Linked DNA regions of Arachis hypogaea: region 2 is linked to region 1. A link is a contact called in public Hi-C data. All regions are on one chromosome and are shown on one strand. Each heading gives the region's core, a stretch centred on a gene start, on an enhancer-like site or on the middle of the called end of the contact. The rest is flanking DNA. Distances are from core to core; before and after follow the strand shown. Region 1 holds the start of LOC112749940 (tRNA (cytidine(32)/guanosine(34)-2'-O)-methyltransferase). Region 2 holds the start of LOC140177213.

Region 1 (7,828 bases), core at 1,924-4,423:
ACTTCCATTCCTTTTGGCTTGAGTATCATTCAATGTGAAACATACGTACCAAAGAAGAATGACTGGTAGAATATATACTAGCTTAGCAATTGCAAAGAATGCTTAAGTTCCAACTTCCTACAATCTTTACAATAAGGGCCTGAGGAGAAATTTTAAATACCTGACAATATAAAAGACTTGTATCTTTTCCTCTAAATATCTTTGCTATAAATTTCCCTCCTTCCTTAAGGACATGGGAAACAATTGTCAAACCCTGTAAGGAGTAACCTGGTTAGCATCAAGTAGCCAGGCAAATCCATTTGAGGCAAATATAATAACCGAACTAGTAGCCAATTAAGAAAATAAAGTGAATTAATTGAAAATGAGAACTATATATATATATATATATATATATATATATATATATATATATATATATATATTTCACAAGAGATAACAAAAGAATGGTCAGTTCTTCATAACCCTCAAAATTTTTTTCCTCCTGAATTTCAAATTTGAATAGGACAAAAATGCAATGTGGTGCGCCTTAGAGGACAAGCACGTATGAAAGAACAAAAGATGAGAAGGTTATAAGAACAAAAAAACTTACTGCAAGTATGAGTTGGGACTGAACAAATTCGTCCATGTCATGAAGCCCAGTAACTGCAAAATCACTTACAATTAAATGTTTTCTACTTAAATAACATAAATGCTATGCTTCATAACTACGCAGTTAATTATCATATTTTGTTTACCATCCGGAGCACCATCACACACAACTAGGTCAGCCTTGCAGCCATCAAAATGTCTGATGACCTGAATAAAAAATGATAAAGAAAACAATTTTCAAACTTTAGTACAATAGGGAATTGAGATAAATTAACTGATGGAACATGCAGCCTGCAAGTTCCATTGTTCAAAAAAGAAATGAGAAAAGAAAAAAAAATGATAAAAAGGAGGATGAACTCTCGATCAAATTTCCGTATAAAAGAAACACAGCTTAGATAATAAGATAAGACAGATTAAGTATAATTTTCCAATTGCATATGTGAAACATTCTCATCCCAGCCCAACAAAATAAATATAGTACAGCATGACAGCAGTATTACTGTTTACCACTTCAGCAGTCCGTGCATTAGTTATATCACCCTGCACCTGGATAACACCTTCAATTGGAGCCATTGGCTGCAAATCAATAGCTACAATAAGAGGAAGATCTTCATCCCTGATATCAAAATGAGGAGAAATTTGACAACCAAGACAAAAAAGCCAGCTGATATGATTTACATCATGTTCAGAAACATAAAGCACACCACTTTCACGTTGAATATTCAAAAGCATTGATTTGATTATTTTATAAATTCGATAGAACATATGAGTGGGAAACAAAGCACTCTCAAAGAAAAGAAAACTTACTTTGCATCAGGTGCAAGTTTAACCGGGAGATACACTTTACGACTCAAAACCTGAACATAAGAATTGATTGTTATGAAGATGGACATATAGTGCAAGCTCTGTTATCCCTATTCTAGTACTTCTACTATTGATGATATATCTCCGTGTCATGGACTGACCTCGGTTCCAGTCTCCAGTATCATGTTAAAAGTTAAAATAATTTCAGCAGAATAAACTAAAAACAAAAAGTTGTGTCTAGCTAGTAATGACATTGTTTAAAGTACTTTAAACTTAAAACCATGCAGTTGATTGGTCTTGTTGCTGCTGCTGCTGAAGCAAAAGATGCTTTTCAAAACATTTGTGGTTGTGCATAATATGAAATAATTTAAATGAATAATATTGGCTAACAATTCAAATACCAAAACAGTGATCATTTCCAGTCACTAGTACCTGACTCCAGCTACCTGGGGCAGCACATAAATCTACAACACGCTTCACTCCTGCCAGAATTTGAATTTGTTTCACATAATGTAATACATACATAGAAATAAGGAATCACAATGCCATATCAATCTGTAGTAGACTCGAGTACAAAACCAAATTTTAATTGAAAACATTTCATTATTTCTTAGACAAGAACAAGTAAGAAATCCATTTATCCCAAGAAGTCACATGAAAAAGGAGTGTAAGAAAGTCACTTGTCTATTGTTGACTTCAATTTCTATTTACTGGGCTAACACATAATGGGGTAATGACATTATCAAACTCATGAATACAGGACAGAGGGCAATACCATCCATACAAAAACATATTAATAAAACAAATTAAAAAGAAAACTGAAAAATTCACCTAGCTAGTTAACATTTTCCATGTCCCTTGAATAACCAATTAAAACACGCACCTTCAAAAATGTTGAACTCCTCATCTATCTGAAGGAGTTTAAAGGCACTTCGAGCACGCCAACCTTCTTCTTTTGCTTTCCGGTAATATATATCCTGCAAAAGCCAATTCAGCTAAACATATAAGGGAAGCCCAAAAACACAAACAGCAAATTCAGAAAGTGGGAACCAATCTCTACAACACCCTCTTATCCCTTGATGCTTTGCCCATAATTTCTCTCTCACTTTCCAAACTGCTAATCCTGAAAAGCAAAAACAACAAATACCATAAAACACACATAGACACATAAAGGCATTGCATCAAACACCTTATTTGCATAACAAAAGGAAAACAACAACAACAACAACAAGACACCATAACGAACTAGATTGTTTTTATGACCTTTAATTTTGATTGGGTTGCTTTTGCTCATGTTTTTGCTTTTTATCTTTAATTTATATTTTTTTATTTATCCAAAACACCCCCATTATTTACAACAATGGGCTTTTAGAATTAAATTAAAGGTTTACCAGTTAGCTGCTCCGCTGCTGGCAATGAACAACCACGGGCTAGTGGCCAGCGGCAGCAACTGTCAACGATGACGGAAACGAGAAACCAGATGTATCCGGTGTGACGGTGCGGTGATCAACGGCGAATCGTATTGGTGACTGGTGAGGCTGTGAGCTGCGAAACTGCGAATTGTGGTAGACCGATGGTGACTTATATGGCTGGCTGGCTGGTGGTTGGTGGTGGCCGTCGGACGTGGCTGACCGGCCGAAGAACGGACGAGACAGTAAAGCACGAAGAAGAAGAATGCCGGGGAGGCGGGGAGCGGAAGCTGTGTGTGCCGGTGCCCTAATCCTCCTAATTTTTTAATTCTGGTTCAACCGGACCGTGTCCACTGACTCGAGCCTTGATTTTATCTTTAGCCGGGTCTAGATTTCTTTTTATATCGGATTCAGCCGGATCCAAATGAATTCGGACAAAATTTGACTCAAACCAATTGGGTATGGGCGGAACCTTTGAACTAATCTGGGCCATGAACAACCCTAAGCAGAATCAAGAAAGAAAGAGAGGCCTGACCAAAAATTATAAAAGAAAGAGGGAAGCTACTTTTTTTATATGTCCAAGAGAACTTTGGGCTTTTGGCAATGGCGGTGGTGGAAGTGGAAATGGAAGATATGGCTGCTCTAGCAGTGAATAATGATCAGCCAAACTAGTTTCTAATGACCAAATGAACTGGCGTTAAAAAATAATAAACCTACTTTGAAAATAACTAGTCTCATAAAAACTAATTTTTGTCGTCATGTGACATATTTTTTAATAGAGAGTTGATATTGTTCCAAAATAATAATATTAGAATCGAGGTGTCTTTTTTATTTATAATGAATTCGTATTGTTCTTTATGAAAATAGTCGACGATTGAGTTGGGTTTTTGTTTAAAAATATACCATTCGTATTTAAGAAAATTATTTTATATATTATTTTTGTGTATATATTTTTTATATTTTTTTACAAAACATAATTGATAAAAAGTAAAAAAAATTATTTTTTATGCCATAAAATTAGAAAAAAGATTAGACGATCAATATAATTTATAATTTTTAATCAATAGTTAGTCATTTAATTTAATATTCTCCGTGAACCGTGGTGAAATAATAGCATAACTGCATAAGGAATGGGTTCACCAACTTCCAGCATTCCAAGTATGGAAATTAATCCAAAGAGAATTATATTCCCCATTTCTGAATCATTCCTTTGGAAATGTAGCAGAACCCTAGTATATAGAGTAAATAGTTATTTTTTATCATAAAAAAATTTAGATGCTGATAAAACTGACTAAGAAAAATTGAAACTAAAATGATATTTATATAAGATAAGTTTTGTTTGATAAAAATAATTAATCATTAAATTTTTATTAATAATTTCGTAAATACTCTCTCCTGTTCTAAATCGATTCATCCATTTTCTGTCCCTATAGTCATTGCCACCTACTGGCTACCATACCTCTTCCGACAGGCACGGACCTACGTGCAAGGAAGAGGGGGCATTTGCCCCCATAGAATTTTTAAAATATACACATATATATGTTGTTATATTATGTTTATTTTAAAATAAAATATAAATGATTTTCTTGTGTTTTATGTTAAAATTTTGTTATTGAACTTAACATATAACAATAAAATTATTATATTATTAAATTTGAGTTAGTATAATAATAAAAAATAAATAAATAAATAAATTCAAAAAATAGTGATAATTAATTTTATTATATTAATTAATTAGTTGATAATTAAATTAAAACTTAATTATAAGTGATTGTGCGTATATTTTTAGTTTTTATTAATATGTATAGATAGTTATAATTTAAAATTTTAAATACATCTAAATCAATTTGAATTAGTCGAGTCATCAGTTTAGTCATTGTCCACTTAAGTAAGTGTTGAGAATTCAAATTTCATCTCGTATGTGTAGCAACTCATTGGCCAATTACAGATTTTTAAATGAAATTCAAATTCATAACAGATTAATCCTTAATTTGTTGAGTATTGTAGAAAACAAAAAAATATATCTATACTTAAATTTTATTATATTTTTGCCCCCATTGCAAAATATTTCTGGGTCCGTCACTGTCTTCCGAGAAGCCTCTAAATTCTGTTACAATGGCTCGAACTCCAACAATAGTTGCAGCAACAACAATCACACTATCTCGCTCAGATGCAACACAACGACGATGTTTCAACGTACCGCAGTTTCAAACTATGGAACGAGCATCAGCTCCAGCAACAACATCACGTGATAGCACATCACCATCAATCACGTCCTCTCTTCCACCGAGATCTCTACTCGTCGGTTATTGCGCTTGGCATAGCGTCAGTAGAGCATCTGATGAGCAGTCTCTGTCGAGATCGGCGGTTATGGCAATGCGGTCTGCTACGGCGGGAGAAGTCGGAGGAGCAGGAAGCAGAACAACTGGAATAAACTGTCAAGATTGCAGGAACCAGGCGAAGGAAGACTGCCCTCACATGAGGTGCAGGACTTGTTGCAAGAGTCGTGGGTATGAGTGCAAGACCCACATGAAGAGCACGTGGGTCCCAGCCGCTAAGCGTCGCAAGCGCCAACAGCAGTTAATGGCGCTTCAGGATCACTAAAACAGAGATGCTTCAAAGAGACTTAGAGATGGCGGTAATAGCAACAACCCTTCCACTTCTTTAGCACTTGTTTGCACTACTCGTTTGCCCTCCATTGGTACTATCACATTCATTATTCATCTATCTATCTATCTATATCCATTTGTGTAGGTCATTGATTTCGTTTTCATTTTGTATTTGTTGCATCTGAGCGGGGTAGTGTTGCTGTAGTTGTTGTTGGAGTTCGAGCCATTGTAGCAAAGTTCAAAAATTTTTTGGAGGAGGTATGATAGGCGGCGACAATTGTAGGAAGAGAAAGGGAATGAATCAATTTAGGGCAGGGGAGGGGTATTAGTTACAGAATTATCAATAAAAATTTAAGGATCAATTGTTTTTTGTCGAAAAAAACTTATCTTATATGAGTATAACTTTAATTTTAATTTTTTATGATTAGTTTTGTCAACGTCTAAATTTTTTATGGTCATAAATGACTATTTACTCTTAGTGTGTGTATATATATATATATATATATATAATGAGTATTGTTAGGTAGCCAAAATATTATAGACAATAAATAAAGATATATCATTAATAACATTTGTATTGATAAGAGAGTGTAAATCATTCTCCTAACTTAATTGATATAATTAATTTCTTTCTATAACTATCTTCCATCATTAAGTACACCAAAAGTCAATTCTAAATTTAACGTGAATCAAATCTCAGGAAATTCTCTTTCATTATTACATTCATAATTCTATAATTTTTTTCTCAACTAAAAATTTTAAATTCTTATATTTTTAATTCTAAAAAAATCTCAAATTACCTCAATACATTTTATAAAAAATAAAAACATCTTAAATTTGGGGCAAATGACTAAAATAAATCATTTGGATCTCAAATTTACCGAAATACAACTTTTGCATATTGCATACGCAAATATAATTTTTCACTAAACTATATAGACCGCGAGAGGGGTCCCATGAACTCCAAATGTACATAAACGGCTATACCCTTCCAGTGGTTTATGTTGAGAAGCAAAATGGCTAGAAACTGTCGCAGCAATGGTGCACGAATTTGTGACTCGCACAACTGAACTGGCAAGTGTACCGGGTCGTCCAAGTAATAACTCAGATGAGTGAGGGTCGAATCCCACGAGGATTGTCGGATTGAGCAAGTTATAGTTATCCTGTAGATCTTAGTCAGGTGAATAGAAAGATAATTATTGTTTGTTTGTGGGTGCATAAACAAGCAATAATAATAAAACATAGAAACAGTAATGAGAGATCACTTAAGGCTTAGGAGATGCTTATTCTTCTAGATCAACACGTCATACTAACTACTCCAATGATGAATGATTCCTTCAATGGCAAGGCTGTAAGTGATTAAGCCATTGGTTGTGGTCATTAATTTCCTTAGGTCCAAACCAAACACTCGAACAGGCTAGATCAATCTGGGAGAGGATGAAGCGCACGTAATTCAATCTCTTGATGATCCTACTCAAAACGCCACAAACAAGGTCGGATCTTTCGGATAAGAGACTAACGCTCTATGATGTTAGCCCTTAGAGCCACATGAATCTCAATTACCCTTGACTAACGGGATTTTATGTCAGATATCCCAATTAACCCAAGTAGCTTGTTGGAACCCGTGATGCACTCTCAAGCTATAGCTCAATACTATTCGGGTCAGGAATCGTAGAGAACTCATGTAGAACAGGGGGTCATACCCCAGATTCATAAGAATGAAGAACAACAATGCATCATAGAATAGAATCAAACATAGATTAAAGTAGAAAAATAATTGCATTAATCCATAAGAATCAGCAAAGCTCCTAACCTTAACTTAGGAGGTTTAGTTGCTTATAATGTATAGAAATAATGTGTATGTGCTTCTCCCCTCTTGGGAGGCATAATCCTCAAAAGGAAGGAAGTCCCTTATTTATAGTAAATACTAGATCTAAAAGACATTACTAATAATTAAAAATTACAAAAATGAGATAAACTAAGCTAAAGGTGCGAAAATTCGCTTCTGGGCCCACTTGGTGAGTGTTTGGGTTGAACTTGGCGTCCAACTTGAAGGAGTGGGCGTTGGGTAGATATGTTGCTTCCTTACTCCCCTTGTAACTGGCGTTCAACTTGTGAGGTTGGTCCTTTTGGGGCGTTGAACGCCAGAAAAGGGGTAGTTTGGGCATTTAACGCCTAGTTTGGACAGTCTAATCCAAATAAAAGTATAAAATGTTATATATTGCTGGAAAGTCCTAGAAGTTAGCTTTTCAACGCCGTTAAGATCATATCAATTGGACCTATGTAGCTCCAGAAATGCTTATTTGAATGCACAGAAGTCAGGATTTGACAGCATCTGCAATCCTTTCTTTGCCTTTGAATTAGACTTTGCCAAAACTTATCATTTTCACCCAAAAATCACCTAAAATCATAAAAAAA
Region 2 (7,828 bases), core at 3,496-5,995, 130 kb after region 1:
CTCTTCGATTTTCTTCTCATCTTCCTTAAGAACCTCCTTGTTAACCACCGTTCCGCTCCTTAGGGAAATAGCCTTGAATTCCTCTATAAGGTTTGGAATTTGTCACTTGGAAAGGAATTAACTGGCTACTCTGCCTATTGCTTGACAATTTGTCCCACTTGCACCTCTAGGTTTCTGATATAAGCTTCTTGATTTTTGAAGTTTGCTCTTGTTTTTTGTATGAAGATTTGGGTTTCTTGCATAAAGGTGGCAGTGGATTGAGAACATTTCTCTATAGCGAACTCGAGCGGTGATAGTTTCTGAGGGTTGGCTTGCTGTTGGTATAGGACATTCCTTTGTGCTTGATTTTTTCAACCACAATTAGGGTGATTCCTCCAGCCAGGATTATAAGTTTTTGAGAATGGGTCGTTCTCTACGCTTAAAGAATGTCCCATGAAACTTACTTGCTCAGTAGATAAATGGACTTCCTTGCACAATTCACACCCTTCACTCGGATTTGTTCCTCCACACAAGTCACACGAGGCTTGGGTTCCAATGGCTGAAACCTGCCTCTATTCTAGTTGCTTTGTGAGTTAAAAAAGTTGTTAAGACATAAGTCTATTTTGTGCTAGAATTGCATTCATGGTGTCTAATGTCATCACACCCTTTTTAGTGGTCCTTTTAAATAGCCGCCACTGTTTTGATTAGATCCAATGCTTCCTCAGGTGTCTTCCTATGTAAGAAACCTGTTATTGATGAGTCGATCATGGTTCTTGAGGCTTGGGAGACTCCATTATAGAAAGTTTTTAGATTTGGAACCATCTGGAAAAGGCATGGTGTGGGCATTTTCGGAGCATCTCTGTGTACCTTTTTCAAGCTTCATAGAGTGACTCGCCCTGCTTTTGAAAAAAAAAATTGATGTCATTTCTCAATTGGGTTAACTTTTGGGGTGAAAAGTATTTAGTTAGAAATTCGCTAACTAAATCATCCCATGATGTAATGCTACCCAAAGATTGAGTTTGGAGCCATTGTATGCCTCTATCTCTCAAAGATAATAGAAATAGCCTTAGATGGATGGTTTCAAGGCTAACTCCATTACTCTTTATTATGTCACATTACTACAGAAAACTAGCTATGTGGATATTAGGATCCTTTTGAGGGATACCACCGAATTGGTCTCGCTATACCAATTGGATTAGTGAGGGTTTTAGTTGAAAGTTATTTTCTTGAACCGTGGGCCTCATTATGCTACTTCTACATCTATCAGTGGTGGGTGTGGTATAATCACCAAGGGTCCTTTTCAAATTGTTGTTATCCTCTGTCATTCTCTCTATATCTTCTCTCCTAGCCCGTGATTTCTTCTTTAGTTGTGCAAGTGTCTTCTCTATTTCAGGGTTGAAGAGACTGCAATCTTTTTTTCTTACATGTACAAAAACAAAAAGAAATAAAATGCATGTGTAGAATAAAGAAGAAGAAAGGACGAAAAGAACAATAAACAGAATAATAAAAAATAAAATAAAATAAGATCTAATTTAGTAATTCAACTGGATGTATGTTGTCAATCTTAGTTAATCCCCAACAACGGCGCCAAAAAATTGATGACTCAAAAATTTGATATGTTCGAATATTGGCAAGTGCACCAAATTGCTCTAAGTAATACCATAGTGAGTGGATCGGATATCGTTCCCACGAGGATTAAAGGATTGAATCAAGCAACTTCTAGTTGAACCTCTAATTAGATCGATCAAACTTTTGTAAGAAGATGCAAATCTTGGAAATAGAATCTTGAAATAATAAAAAAAAGTGAAGTAGAGTGTTTAGTTGTCAATGAGAGAATGCTTATCGATTTGGAAAAGTAATCAGTAAATGAGATGTTAAAAGTTTAAGAGATGTTTAACTTTTAGAAAAAATAGTGCTTATGTTTTCTTACTTTGACTCATGCAAAAATACTTTCATGGAAAATCATATATATATAACCAAATTCTAATTCCTTAATTTAATTTCTCTTTAACTTATTCAATCGTCAATTTCTTGGTCAATTAATTAAGAAAAAAGTTAAGCACGGTTTCAATTTAATATTGCACAACTTTCAAAATACTATTCCTAGCCAAATTGAAAATGATGAGAAAGCGTTTCAAGCTAATCCCAATATTAAATTTTTTAAAATAATAATAGAATCTAAAATAGAATTAAAATAATTTTTAATACTTCTAACCATTAAAGATGAAGAACGAGACTCAATATTGAAAAAGTATTAATGCATTAATCAAAATAAAGAAAACACTTACATTATCAATCCATAAAATTAAACAGAGTTCCTAACCCTTAACAAGAGAGGTTTACTTACTCGTGATAAAAAAAATCCTAAAACTAATGAGATGTTAAATAGATCTAGTAATGATATGATAGATGATCCTTGTGAACCATGTATTCACTTATTTATATTCTACTTCTAACCTAGAATTCAAATTCAAAAACTAAATCTAATTTTATCTTTGAAGGATAAGATATATAAAAATAACAATTCAAATTTAATCTAAAACTAAATCTTAATAGCCAAATCTTATCTTTTTAGAAGAAGTTAATGCTAACTAATCATTCAAATCTTGAATCATTTGAGTTGAATTGGAACTTTCTGAGACAAGATACTAGACTTGGCACTGGACTTGAATGATTGGCGCTTAACTTGAATGCAATTTTGGACCATTGGGAATGAAAAATCACTTGAAGGCAGACTCCGAGAGTTGGCGCTAGGTGCCCATGTTGTGGCCCTCATCGAGCGTCAGGCTTGAGTCATGGAAATAGGGCGCCAGCCCTTGAGCACCTTCGAAGGTGCTGGGCTTGGAGGTTTGGGCACTGGGCTTAGTGCCTTGGAGTTGGGCGCTAGTTTCTGGCATTGGATTTGCATGCTCCAAGTTGGACACTCTACTTGGCGCGCTGGACTTGATTGGCTGGCACTGGAATTAAGATTCATGAAGCCTGGTGCCAACTTCTCTTCCTCTCCTGGGAATGCACTCTTGTGTTTCCTTGTTTGTTTATTTTTCTCCTGATTACTTTAAACTAATTCTAAAAACACAATCATTTTAAAACAACTCCAAATATACATAGAAACTTCACTAAAAACATAAGAATTATGATTTAAACTTAAGTAATTTATTCAAAAAGACGTATAAAAATGACTAAAGATGCCTAAGCATCAAACTTCACAGATTTTATGTTTTCTTATCATCTCTCTATGAACTGAAACATTGGTTTTGAGTTTGAATTTGATAAAAGTTAAAAGAGAAAAGTCATAGCGAATACCACTGTATTAATAAAAAATATACACTTTTATCTACAAGTGCTATCTTTTTCTGTGAAGGGAGGCGTGGTGGTGGAGTTAGCGAAAACAATTATATAGTGTTCCGGATAGTGGTAATTGTGTTGTGCAGTTGTAGACACAAATAAATTTTGATCTTTTAAATCTAATTGGAAAAAAATAATATTTCAAGATGTTGAAGAAGATGATAGGAATAATTTAAAAATTTAATATCACTTTTAATGAAATTAATAAAAAATTAACGATTGAATATTTTTGTCAAATATAATTCATTATTTATAAATATAATATTAGTTTAGATTTTTTTTCTGACTAATTTTGTCAAGGTCTGAATTTTTTATAATTAAAAATAGTTATTTACTCTTTTATTTATATGCAAAGAACATAAAACAATAAAATTGAAAAAATAGTCTAGATATATATTGAATATTACATTGTTTCTTTGAATGCATCCTCTAAATAAAATTCATTTGGAACGAAATCATTAAATTTTAAAGATGAAAATATATTAATTTTCTAACCATGTACCCAAAAATTTGTCAAAATTTAACTTTTAAACCTTTTTCAAGAGTATTTTTCCTATATTTAAAGTCATTTTTATCGAATTAATACTATCTTTTAAGAAACTTTGTTTTTATGATTATCATTTTTGTGGATTTCAGTTTCCCGGCGTATAAATTTTTGGAGTTTAGCTTAATAGAAGAAAAACCTTTATTTCCCTCCAACCTAATTAACTATATGAATGGTCGCCAAACTCTGCTGGGCCTCGGAAATGGACCAACAACGATCATCATTCATTAATGTGTAGCTGGGCTGGTCCATTTTGCATGTAAGAAAATTGAATGGATGTTAAATTCTATCGTAGTGTGGGGAGACCCTTGGGCCCCTCATGAAACTCCTAAAAGAAATATGCAGTGTACATGTAGAGATATAGATTAGTTCGCCCCCAAAGTCTTAATTATGACATCTATTTCAAAAAAGGTTCATAAATTACACTTAATGCTTACTATATTATTTATGATATTTTATTTCAAGTAATAGCTGCCTTCTGTGATTTGAGTGGTCGTAATAAGCGAAATAAACTGTGGAGGGCCCAAATCAACTACTGAAGTTGGTAATAAATAGGCTATAGTGTTTAGTTTAAATGTTGAGTTCTCTTTTATTTATTGTTTTTTTTTTTATTTTGGTTTTGTTTTGAGAATTTTTTAAGAAATATACGGTAGAAAAAATCATCTTTGAAATTTTATCCATAGTCTTTTTAATTTTCATAATTCTAAAATACAAATTTGAATTAGTCAATTAGACTAATCAAATAAAAACTAATAAAAATTTGGTTCAATCAACTTAAAAAACCGTCAAAATTAAAAATCATTTCAAAACAAAAAATTGGTCAGAAGCCAATCAATCGAACCGAATCATAACCTTGTCAGCTTTTGCAAAATTTTCCAAAACAACGTTATTTTAGTGATAAGGAAAAAAAAATCCTAAAATCCTTCATTTCTCCTCGTTCTTTTCTGACCAATATGACATAACAACTTTCAACTTGTGCACCCACTCCGGTCTCCTTCGCTCCAGTTGCTAAGCTGGCCAGTCATCCTCACCTTCTTCTCCGGTCGCCGCCACCTGTCTAAGTCCGCATCTGCTTTTTCATCATCACTTTTTTTTCCTCCATCGAGTTCTATGTTGCTCGTTTCTGGTAGTGGTAGTTCTCTATAGTCGCTTCTTTTTTCTTTTTTTTTTAGTTCATTTGGTTAGTTCTTGATGGTTCTGTTCTTGTTGTTCAAATGTTATTTTTTTATTTAAATTTTAGTGTTATTTTCTTGTTGTTGTTGATTGTTGTTGTCTGTTCTTGATAGTTCTAGTTGTTGTTGTTTGTTCTTGTTTTTTTTTTTAAAAAAATTAGGAGTAAGATTTGAATCCAAAATTTCTAAGTGAGGATAGGAAGATTATGCTATTTAAGCTATAGTTCGTTGGCTGTTATTTTTTATTGTTACGGCTAATTGTTGCTATTTTTAATTTTACAGTGCTATTTGTTTGTTTTATTGTTGTTTTTATGCTATATTTTGTATTCTTGTGTTTTGTGCAGCTTAATTTTTTGTATTTTGTGTGTTGTGTTTTGATTATTTAATTATGGTGTTGTATTATTATTGGTTATTAGAATTAGTTTTAGTTATAAGTAAATATGCGGTAATTTTTTTTTGTAGATTTTAATTATTGATGACAAACTTTAATGTTAGTATTTAATATTTAGATTTTTTTATTATTTGGTTTTTGAATTTGTAGTTAAAAAATTATAACATTTTAATTGATGTAATATTTTTAATTTGGATGATATTTTAAAGTTTATATTAGAATATAATTATATTTTTTACATTTATGTATAGTTTATTTATTATTTTATTATAAAACAGTTATTCGGTTTAATCATGATTGAATTTGTTGAACCATTGAACCAATACAATAATTATTCCTTGCTTCTATGAGTAATATATCGTTCTTTGAGTAAATGTTCATGTAGGTAGCATTTGGTTGATGTCGACATGGACATAGTAACACATGTCTCTTATTTGATTTGGTGAGATACATATTTTTTATGGACATAGAAAGATACGGAGACATTAAATTTGTTTACATCTAAATAGTTGAGACACTGTGATATAAATGATGAAACGTTAATTTTTTACTCTTTTACCTTTATTTAATTTTTAAATTTTCAAAATTTGTCCTCTCATCTTCTTGAACCTTTTTTTTCTTCTTCCTCTCAAATTTAGCAACCAACTCTTCCTTTCAATCACTATCCTCCTCCATCTGCCTTCCTCTATCCGCACCAATGAAAACTTAACTGTCATCTCTTTCTCTCCTTTTAACGTCGCAGTCCGATTTGTTGTGCACCGTCGCATTCTTCCTGTTGAGTTAAGAAATTAACTAAATTAATTAGTGATGACAAACATTATTTTTGGGAAAAATAAATAATTAGTGTTGATCAAACTTTAATGGCATATTACTAATTATTTATTTCATGTTGCAGGCCAAATTCATCCAAGCAGCCCAAAATGGTATAAAGACAATATAGCAAGGCTGATGAGTTAAGCCCAAACAAAAGCAAAAGTTAGAAGCCAAAGAAATCAGATGGGCCAAACGGGTTACATGAACCAAACCGATCCAAGCCCGATTTGATTTTCAATTCCCACCATATTGCTCCAACCAAAGCAACGTTCTCCTCTCTAATCAAGTCACATCAAGACTTCAGAAAAGTAAGAAAGAGAAAGAGAAGAAAAGCTTCCTCCATAAGCCAGTAACAAAAGAAGCAAGAAAGAGAAAATCTAAGCCTGAAGCACAGAAGCTAAAGCAGAAAATCTAATACAAATCAAGCTTAAGAAAGGTAATCTATCTCATCTTGCATGCATCAGATCTTCATCCTTTCTTCCCTACTCTCTGTTCTATCCGAGAATGGCATTCAAAGAAAAAGTTGATCTATGTTCTTCACTGCTACAAATCCACGGTCACAAGAGATTCTTGGGGACCAAGTTGCATATCTATGGTTCAGATTTGGTTGACAATTTTGGTTACTCCTTCATGGCTTTCGGTCAAGTTGGAAAAGTCAGAAGGAAAGGTTCTACTTTGATGATTAAGAAGAAAAAGTGAGCTTGTGGGTTGGTGAAGCTCAAGGATCAAGGTGTTGACCTTGGAAGCAGAACCGAGCAACATGCAGGGAGATAAAAGAAGCTTGCTGCTCATTCGGAAAAATAAGGAGAAATAACCAGTGAACTTGAGGTGTTTTGTTCTGAGAGAGCTCTTTGAAGAAGTTCAACTAACTAGACAGTGTAACCTAATCAAAGGTGCATTCCGCCAGTATGAAGAACTGAATCAGAGGCTTGCTAATCTGGTTTTTTGCATAGCACAGAGGCTGTTGATAAAGTCAATCTCCTTCATGTTTTACTGCTTGTAATGTATTTTTCTAAGCTTATCTTTCTGTAATTTCTTGAGAGAAAAGGCATTGTGAGAAAGCTTGAGAAAAAGCCAAGAATTGAAAAAGGCTGAGAGATACACTTTAGAGAAAAGTCTAGAGTTATTTTCAGATTTCTTTAGGTTAGCTAAGTGTCTTGTATCTTGTACCTGTTTGGTATCCCTTTCTTAGTTGGGTTAGCACTAAGAGTGAATAGTTGAGTGTTAGCATAGCCAATGTCAAGTTAGGTTAGAACTTGAGTGTGAAATTGGTGTATGTAATACTGTTAACTATAGTGAAATTCTTCCATAGTTGTGGAGGCGACTGGATGTAGGTTGCATAGTGTTAGCTTTTTCTTCTCTGTCATGTTCTGTTTTCTGATATTCATGAGACAAAAATAATTTGTCTCATAAATTTCCGCTGCTGAGTTCAAACAGAATCAGATTTGTAACTTTGCTTTAAAAAGGGTGAAAACAGCAAACCAAAGGAAGGCATAGATTCAACCCCCCCTTCTCTAAGCCTACCACAACCTTCAATTGGTATCAGAGCTAAGGTCTCAAGAATCAAGCTTAACCGCTTGGAGC

The links. A called contact is a pair of places that touch in the nucleus more often than the background predicts.
Region 2: a Hi-C map of an unstated tissue shows a contact between it and region 1, with 5 times the contacts expected there. The contact joins the promoter of LOC140177213 here to the promoter of LOC112749940 in region 1. A contact is called at or near these places in 4 of 8 Hi-C or Micro-C datasets (leaf and an unstated tissue).

The regions. Positions count from the first base shown.
Region 1 is chr2:88,738,053-88,745,880 of arahy.Tifrunner.gnm2.J5K5, forward strand. It overlaps LOC112749940 (tRNA (cytidine(32)/guanosine(34)-2'-O)-methyltransferase), which reads right to left and starts at 3,174. Exons shown (of 12, transcript XM_025798385.3): 1 at 2,784-3,174; 2 at 2,458-2,515; 3 at 2,276-2,369; 4 at 1,825-1,874; 5 at 1,396-1,445; 6 at 1,096-1,204; 7 at 735-795; 8 at 590-642; 9 at 161-253. The coding sequence starts at 2,484.
Region 2 is chr2:88,866,355-88,874,182 of arahy.Tifrunner.gnm2.J5K5, forward strand. LOC140177213 reads left to right here and starts at 4,746. Exons shown (of 4, transcript XM_072210242.1): 1 at 4,746-4,994; 2 at 6,327-7,828. It overlaps LOC112768006 (small nucleolar RNA R71), which reads left to right and starts at 808; the gene lies at 808-914.